2 separate regions of the Mus musculus genome follow, and region 1 is linked to region 2. A link is a contact called in public Hi-C data. All regions are on one chromosome and are shown on one strand. The core of a region is the stretch at or near the end of the contact, and the rest is flanking DNA. Distances in the headings are between cores, read along the strand shown. Region 1 has its middle 24 kb from the start of Tmem61. Region 2 overlaps Pcsk9 (proprotein convertase subtilisin/kexin type 9).

Region 1 (4,041 bases), core at 1,286-3,785, 87 kb before region 2:
TGTTCTCAACCTGTGGGTAGAGACCCCCACAGGGGTCCCATATCGGATATTCTGTGCATCAGTTACAAAATTACAATTATGAAGGAGAAACGAAAATAATTTTATGGTTGGGGGTGACCATGACATGAGGATCTGCATTAGGAAAGTTGAGAACCACTGAAATATAGGGTCCCCCAATGGTCCATGCAGATATAGTCTAGGAATCCAAGTGGGTAATGAAGACTGAGAGTGCTGTGTGTGTGTGTGTGTGTGTGATATGTTTTGTAATGTGATGGCATGATGTGGCTAGAGGGGGTGCCTTAGCAGGCCCATGCTGAGGCACCCTCCCCCACCCCATATCAGCCATAGGACAGCTCTAGTATAAAATGAAATTTATTTGGGACATGGAAAGGAGGGTCTGGGGAAGGGCAAAGGGAGTAGATGTACAGAAAGAAAGGGGACAGAGAAGGACAAAAAGAGAGGAGAGAGAAAAAAAGAGAAGAGGCTGGCAGGAACAGGGAGAAGGAGAGAGAGAGGGAGAGGGAGAAGAGGATGAGGAGAAGGAGGAAGAAGAAGAAGAAGAAGAAGAAGAAGAAGAAGAAGAAGAAGAAGAAGAAGAAGAAGAAGAAGAAGAAGAAGAAGAAGAAGAAGAAATAAGAAGGGTCCTTTTATATGTGAACCATTCCTAGAGGAAATGCTAACAAATACATGTGTGTATATGTATATGTATATGTATATGTATATGTATATGTATATGTAGATGTAGATGTAGATGTAGATGTAGATGTAGATGTAGATATGTGTTATGTGTGTTATGTATGTATATATATGTATATGTATATACATACATGCATACATACATACATATAATGCTCTTTGCTCCAAATATATACCTATGATAAAGCTTAATTTAAGAATCAGGCACAGTGAGACACTAAAAACAATAACAAGTGATAAAAGAGAAAATCATAACAACATACTTCAGTGAACATTTTTAAGATGCTGACAATTCCTAGAGCATTTTCCCTGAAGTATTTTTGGATCAAGGTCAACTTCCAGAGCTGATATCAGGAAAATCAAAATAGCCATCACAGGGGACTGCTGTGTTTTCCTGCCTTGAGGCCCTTGAAGCAAAGAACACAGCGGCTACTTCCTCTCTCCAAAGCACTCCGCCTGAATGCCCTGTTCACAACCTACCTTTCTAGACATTTCTAAGAGGTTAAAGTTGGATGAATTTGTTACTTCCCAGGCCTGTGGACCAGAAGTCAAAGAAGGGCCACTGGGTTGTCTTCCTGTTTCTCAGAGGCCCAGATTAAAGTATCTGTCTGTTCATCTCTTCTATGGGGAACAGATATAGAGGCAGTTTCCTGGTTCCGTTAGTTCTAGCAGAATTGAGCCCTGAGGCCTTGTGTCTTGCTGCTGCAGACCTGACCTCTGCACTCTTTCTCAGGTGTTCCAGTGTGAAATGTCCCTAGGTTGTGAATGCCTTCTGCCACAGGAAACAGCCTGATTCCATGAGACCTATCTCAATAAGCCCCCTTCCTGCTACCCTCTGTGATTGTGGGAATGGAGCCCAGGTGCCAAACCTGCCCAGCAGAGCCTGCCAGTTCCCTTTGTGACAGTTTATCAAATGGAGGTTCACAGAGGTTTGGGCTAGACCCCAATACCCACCAAACATAAGACGTCATTTCAGGAAGTGACCACTGCCCATGACCTAGATAAGATGGACATCTAAGATATGCCACCATCATGTCTTCTTGCTTTCTCTATGTGTATTGACTCCTGAGTGTATTTGATGTGATGTGAGTGACTTCTTTCTGACCACTTTCTTCGTCAACTTCCTGGGTCCCATAGTAACCTTGAAGTCACTTGTACCTACTCTGACTCATTCTCCAGGTAGCACTGGGAATTCTTTTGAAACAAAGGCTCCGGTGTCAAACTGGTACCTGCTGCACCTTCCTGGTTCCTCATTGCTGTCAGATGTACTCCCAAGTGTGGAGATTGCTGGCGAGCACCACCACACTCAGTTTTCAGGACTGTTTGATAAGGTCTGTCTCAGGCCGGAACCTGTATGCTGTGTGAGAGTGAGGGCCGGTTCTGTTTCATACAGTGTGGATGCTGTCAGCGCAGTGCTGGAGCGCAAAGCAGATGCTGTGAGAACTTACTTAATTGGCTGCCCTATACGGGCAAGAATGGGACGGGGTTATTAAGCAGTGTTTCCAAATCGTACACCTGCCCCCAGGAGGGAGTCATAGGCCACTGGAAGTGATGCTCTGATGGCGACTGAAGCTTAGTGGGTGTATACCAGTGGCCCTTGCTGTTTATCTCTTGGATATATGTTTTATAAGTACAATGGGAAGATTACTAGGATTCGGTCCACTAAGGTTCGTTTGACTCCAAATTTTTCAAACCCTCGAGCCCAGGGGTGAAAAGTAAAAGCTGTCACCGAGAGGCCACCAGGTGGCAGCACAGACAACAAGTGGAAGTGAGGAGCTGGGTTGCTCTCCCTGCCCGCCAGAGGGCGGAAGCTGACCAGAGAATTCCAGTTAGACTCCGCGCTCTCCTGATAAGCTAGGAAGTGCAGTTCAGCCTGAGTAGAGTGCCACAGGGGACACACGCACGCACACACTTCCTTAGCTGCCTCTGGCCCTGCCTGTCCAGCCCTGCAGTTGGCATCTGGCTCCTATCCCCGCTTTCATCCATTCCATCTGCATGCTTATCTCTAACCAAGCTTCAGTGGGACCCAGATGGACAAAGATCACTCTCCCAGTTTGAAAAGTCAACTGCGCCAGGGACCAGGGTTAGACAGTAGGACATACGGAGGGACCCCCAGTGTTAGCAGCGGCTAGGAAGATGACACAGAAGGAGGGTGGGCTGAGTCTGAAGTCACTTCCGGGGGTGGGGTGGGGTGGGAAGTGGAGGATGGGTGAGCAGGGAGCTGGAGTCAGGTGCCAATTAGGGGGTGGTTGTGCTGTGTCTGGGTGAGAAGCACCAGACTGAGGTCTGGTGACGTGGGTGCTCCCTGGGTAAGGAAGGGGTCAGGCAGCTGAAGCGTTCTGACCCCCAGACAGGGACCTCAGGAAGGTAGAAGTTCATTCAACCTTATGTGGCCTGGGCCAAGGCCGTGGAACCCAAAGGCAAACATATTACTAGCAATAATCTCAGCCAGTAGATCAGGGACACCTGGAGGAGATCAAGTAGTGATGTTTTGCCAGGGTGTACGTGGTGAAACGAGTTGGTCTTTACTCCGGTGGGCCTGGCCTTACCTGGAGATGCTCAAGGAGAATCAGAGCAGGACAGAGAGCAGCATTCCCAGCATGCTCTGCAGCAGTAAATCCTGTCTGAGCTACTCAGGCCTAAGCGATGTGAGGGCAGTCACAGACTTAGGTACTTCAGAGGTGGCAGAGAAGACCCTGCCCCCCATTCCTGAGCTCCAGTGTCACCTGTGAAGCAAGGAAGTGCTATCAATGTAAGAGCCGAAGTTAACCTGTAAGCCCTACTTGTCCCAAGGACAAGATAATTTCCTGGAATGCTGGAAGCTGTAGTTCTTGGGCAATAGCCACATGCTGTCACTCCCCTAAACAAGTTTGTTTGAACCGATTCTCCCAGATGACCTTGAGCACGTGTAGGCAGGGGGTATGTAGGGAGGAGATATACCAGGGTGTATATTTGCCCTTGGTCCAAACTAGTGGGAATTGCAGTGAATTTTTGCCTTTTTAAGCTTCTGCAAAATGTGACTCGTGACTATTCCCTGGGAATCCGTGGGTGGACCTGACCAGAATCCATCTTTCTGGCCAGTATTTAATTAAAGCTTGCTTCGAGTTTGGCTCATAATTGTGGTTTTTCTCTCACAGATTTTGTGACTAACACCTACTCCCGGCCATTCTGACTGGGCATGCTGTTCTGGGACCTGAGAGGCAGGCAGTAGCAGGGGCCACCAAATGGTCCACTGGACTATTGCGCCTGATCATCTCAGATGCTGTTACCCTGGGCCACTGATGGCCATCCCTGAAGGCCCTGGGCTGCAGGACGGGTGGCTGAGATTGGCCTGGCAGTCTGTGC
Region 2 (4,199 bases), core at 1,170-3,669:
AGGAGAGCCTTTGACCTTCCCTATCTGCAGCCTAGCAGAGATCCACTTATCAGCTAAGCAAGCCAGTGGTTCTCAACCTTCCTAATGCTGCGACCCTTTAATATAATTCCTCATGTTGTGGTGACCGCCAACCATAAAATTATTTCCGTTGCTACTTCATAACTATAATTTTACTACTGTTATGAATCGTAGTGTAAATATCTATGTTTTCTGATGGTCTTACGTGACCCCTGTGAAAGGGTCATTCTATCCCCCCCAAAGGGGCCTTGGCCCACAGGCTGAGAACTGTTGAGCTAAGGAGCTACCCCTCTGTGTAGAGTGGCTCTACTGAGCTCCTGTAGCTAGGGCAGAGAGAACTGTAGTCCCTAACACCCTAAGATGCAGTCCTTGCAATAAATAATTTATCTGCTAGGATGACACACACGGCCTCGATCATCTTCATAGCATCTCTATGGGTGCTCTCACACTCTCAATGCTACAGAAGGGCACCTAAGGCTTAGCAGAGCCTCGTGACCACTGTGCATGGTTCTGTAGCTAGTGGTGTGTCCCTTACTTCCAAGACTAGAGTCCCAGGTCCCATGCAGACCTGGCTCAAATCATAACTTTTGGTGGTAGGACGGGGAAGGGACTCAAAGAGGCTCTGAGTACCTCAGGCTGAGGAGCCCTGTACCATGCCCTCAACCCCCTTCTCTGGCTGGAGAGACGGTGTATTTCTTAAGAAAGTCAGTTTCCAAGAGGTTGCATGGCTCTCCCACAGCCCCCCAGACGGTCAGTGGCAGAGGTGAGGATCCAGGGATCCTGACGCCAGCACCATTTCTACTCGGAGCTGTCTCTCTTTCCCAAGCTTCAGACTTAAAAGAAAGAGCGTTAGTTGGGACCAGAAAGACAAGAAGTCCACAAAATTACAGAGTCTGAGCTGCATGTTCTCTGTTCTAGGCTGCAGCTTCCATTGGGAAGTGGAAGACCTTAGTGTCCGGAGGCAGCCTGCGCTGAGGTCCAGACGTCAGCCTGGCCAGTGCGTTGGCCACCAGGCGGCCAGTGTCTATGCTTCCTGCTGCCATGCCCCAGGGCTGGAATGCAAAATCAAGGAGCATGGGATCTCAGGTCCTTCAGAGCAGGTGAAGGAGTTGGGGGTGGTTGGGTACGTTGGTCTTGTGTGTGTGTGTGTGTGCTGCCCTGTGTTGAGGGGGTCCATGTGTCAGGGTAGCAGGATGAGTTAGGCAGCTTTTCCTGTTGTAGGCACAGCATGTGTGCATTTGTGTATGGCAGGCAGGCAGGCCTGGTTTCACTCTGGTCCAGTTAAACAAGGCTTGCTGTCCACCCCTGCTGCTCTTTGAGAGCAGGTGTGATGGTGGCAAGCGGGGAAAGAAAGCCCGTGTGTGCCTGAGCACTTTCTGATTGGTTATTTACCAAACAAACCTGTCGGGAGGCTGCCGAGGCTCTGCAAAGTCTGGACACAGTGTTCCAGATGCTGAACAAGTGAAGGCTGAGGGGAAGGAAGAGTCCTGGGAAGAGTCTGAGGCCAGTGGCTGGCCTTTCAGAGCTTGAGGCAGGAGTATCCCTCCTCTATAAAGCTCTGGGGGCGGCCAGTGTGAGGCTAGACGCTGCTCTGCCAAGGGGAATCTCAGCTCCACTGTATCAGTGAGCACAGGCACCCAGAGAGGCTGGCTCCTGGCTGGGCGGAGGTGCCTGCTTGGCCCACCACGAGTGTCCATTCTGGTGGGAGAAGACAGTAAGCAAAGCAAGTTCCAGAGTGCCAAGAGGCTAACGTGGAGGAAAATGGAGCAGGCAGAGGGGTGGGTTGAGACACCATTACACAAGCTTAGGATGACAAGCCATGGGGCCACCACTAGGAACAATGTTTCTGGCAGAGGAAACAGCTAAGGCCAAGAGGGGTGATAGGATCATCCAGGCCCCTGCACTGCTCCAGGTCCAGGGGGTGAGGGCCTAGGATGGAGTGGGAGGTAGGGAGAGATTCTGTAACCAGAGATGCATGTAGGTGATGGGGAAGAATGGGTTCAGGGTTTCTGTTGAGCCTCTGAACTACCACTAAGTAGGATGGATGGCTGGGGAGGCACCGACTTTGGGGATGTGAAGGTGGCTGAGTTAAATGTCTGCCCTGGGTTACTGTTGGGTGCACCCCTGCTTGGGTCTGAGAGGCGTGGAGCTGGCTTAGACAGCCACAAGTCTCAGACATAGGCCGTCTTCCTCACTGTCCTTCTCTGGACTCTGGCAGGTCACTGTGGCCTGCGAAGCAGGATGGACCCTGACTGGATGCAATGTGCTCCCTGGGGCATCCCTCACTCTGGGAGCCTACAGCGTGGACAACCTGTGTGTGGCAAGAGTCCATGACACTGCCAGAGCAGACAGGACCAGTGGAGAAGCCACAGTAGCTGCTGCCATCTGCTGCCGGAGCCGGCCTTCAGCAAAGGCCTCCTGGGTTCAGTGACAGCCTCAGGCAGGGATGGTGCTTGAGGCTGGGTGCAGAGATATGCCTGCATGGCTCTCTTGTAGCCAAAGGTGGGGAGATTCTGCGTGGGAGAACTTGGTGTCTCACCCTGGGTACCCATTCCTGGTGTATGGAAGCACCTCCTTCACGGTCAGGGGGCCTGTGCTTGGCTTTCTGCCATCAGACATTAAGCTGTAGCTGGCTCTGGCCAGCTGCTCCAGTGTACCAGAACCTGAGGATGCTCGCTGCAAGGCCTCAGTTCTCAGGCCTTAGGGTGTATTTGTCTTTCAGGAAGATCATAATGGACAGAGATCCTTGGAGGTTCAAAGACCAAGTACCAGACTGGAAAATTGAGTCTGAAAGCCACAAGGACAGTCAACTCACAGCCAGCTCACATTGCAGACACCATTTTGGGCTCCCTGATTAAATGCAGATCAGTTCTGCACACCTCCAGGGGTGGATCCAGCTGTAAGGCCATACCTATATCTTCCAGATGTCCTCATCTGCTGCAGGGCTTTGGCCCTGCTCAGGATAATGTGCTATGAGCCCTCATCTGACTCTCAGTTTGTACTGGAGAACCATACAGGACTTACCGCACCTTACCCCATCCACTACCATGTGCACTGACTGGCCTCATTTTATGAAGGAAGAGACAGGACCAGAGAGGCGATGTCACACAGCCAGTGATGTCAGGACATAAATTCAGAGTGGCTGGCCCTGAATAATGCCAGGCTGGGCAGCGAGAGGACAGGCTATGGCTTGCTCCTGGACCTATACTCCCTTAGCCCCAGTCCCACAGATCAGGTGGAGACTGGAGTGACAGAGGGCGACTGTACCAAGGCCACACCAGCTGACCAGCACACCTCTATCCTTTTGAGCTCTTCTGTCTTTTTATAGTAAGCTTCCTCCACCTGTGTTGCTTTTGTAACTTGATATTTATGCAGGGTTTTGTAGTTTTTATTATGTAGTGACTTTTCAGAATAAAAGCAGCTGATGTGACTGACTGCATCCGACTCAGAGGCTGCCTGCTTACCAGGTGCAACTATCTGCCAAATGGTGGGGTGCCCAGGCCTGCAGTGGGCCCATTCTAGGAATGCAGCAACTGTGTTCCTGTAGCCTCCTGATGATTCAGAGTACTTTGTCCTGTGCCCGCTTCCTCCAGCATTATAGACTTGTTGTAGGGCCTACCAGCACTCCTAGCTCCCAACACTTCTGCCATCCTTCTGGTGGGGTCTCAACAGTATTTATGGACTCTTTCACTCATGATTCTGTGGTGTTTCTGCAAGCAGTCTATAGTTGCCCCTGATTTGAAATGAAGTATGCTCTCAGATTTCTTCCCAGAGTGCAATGTGCAAATATCCCAGTCATGCAGTGTGGACCCCTTGGGGTCACTGTCTTAAGCATGGTCTCCCTCTATACAGTCTACACAATGGATCTGCCAAGTCTCCAAATGGTTTTCTGCACATCAGTGTCATGCGTGGAAAGCACTGTAGCTGACAGATGCTAACGGCTCAAATGTCACAACAGTGGCTGGCATCAGAGCCACTGGCACCTGTGCCTTCAGCGTCCTCTGCCTGTTCCCTCCACAGCAGTGACCATCAACTGGTTGGTCTGATGCCGTATGTGGACAGTTGGCTCCTGCAGATGTAGGCAGGTATTCACCTAGACTGCGCAGGAAGGGTTTGCCCTACAGGGAGGGGGAAGATGCAGTAAAGGGGGTGGGACCCATGTGGACAATGCAGGCTACCAG

The links. A called contact is a pair of places that touch in the nucleus more often than the background predicts.
Region 1: a contact with region 2 is called in a Hi-C map of cerebellum, with 2.0 times the contacts expected there. The contact joins two enhancer-like sites. A contact is called at or near these places in 3 of 15 datasets of contacts at CTCF or cohesin (embryonic stem cells, large pre-B cells and pro-B cells), 29 of 484 Hi-C or Micro-C datasets (the G1E-ER4 cell line, the HPC-7 cell line, the N1E-115 cell line and 16 more) and 5 of 115 datasets of contacts at active chromatin or transcription factors (embryonic midbrain, embryonic stem cells, fibro-adipogenic progenitors and 1 more).

What each region holds. Positions count from the first base shown.
Region 1 is chr4:106,528,420-106,532,460 of GRCm38.p6, reverse strand. No RefSeq gene overlaps it. Among named protein-coding and RNA genes, the nearest start is that of Tmem61, 24 kb to the right of the region's middle. Within about 2 kb of position 2,535, at least 97 of the 459 cell types and tissues checked have an H3K27ac peak or open chromatin away from gene starts, as enhancers often do. A contact at or near this core is called in cerebellum, where this site is marked.
Region 2 is chr4:106,441,596-106,445,794 of GRCm38.p6, reverse strand. Pcsk9 (proprotein convertase subtilisin/kexin type 9) reads left to right here. Exons shown (of 12, transcript NM_153565.2): 11 at 937-1,118; 12 at 2,237-3,461. The coding sequence ends at 2,449. It also overlaps a transcript of Usp24 not described here. Among named protein-coding and RNA genes, the nearest start is that of Pcsk9, 21 kb to the left of the region's middle. Within about 2 kb of position 2,419, at least 10 of the 459 cell types and tissues checked have an H3K27ac peak or open chromatin away from gene starts, as enhancers often do. A contact at or near this core is called in cerebellum, where this site is marked.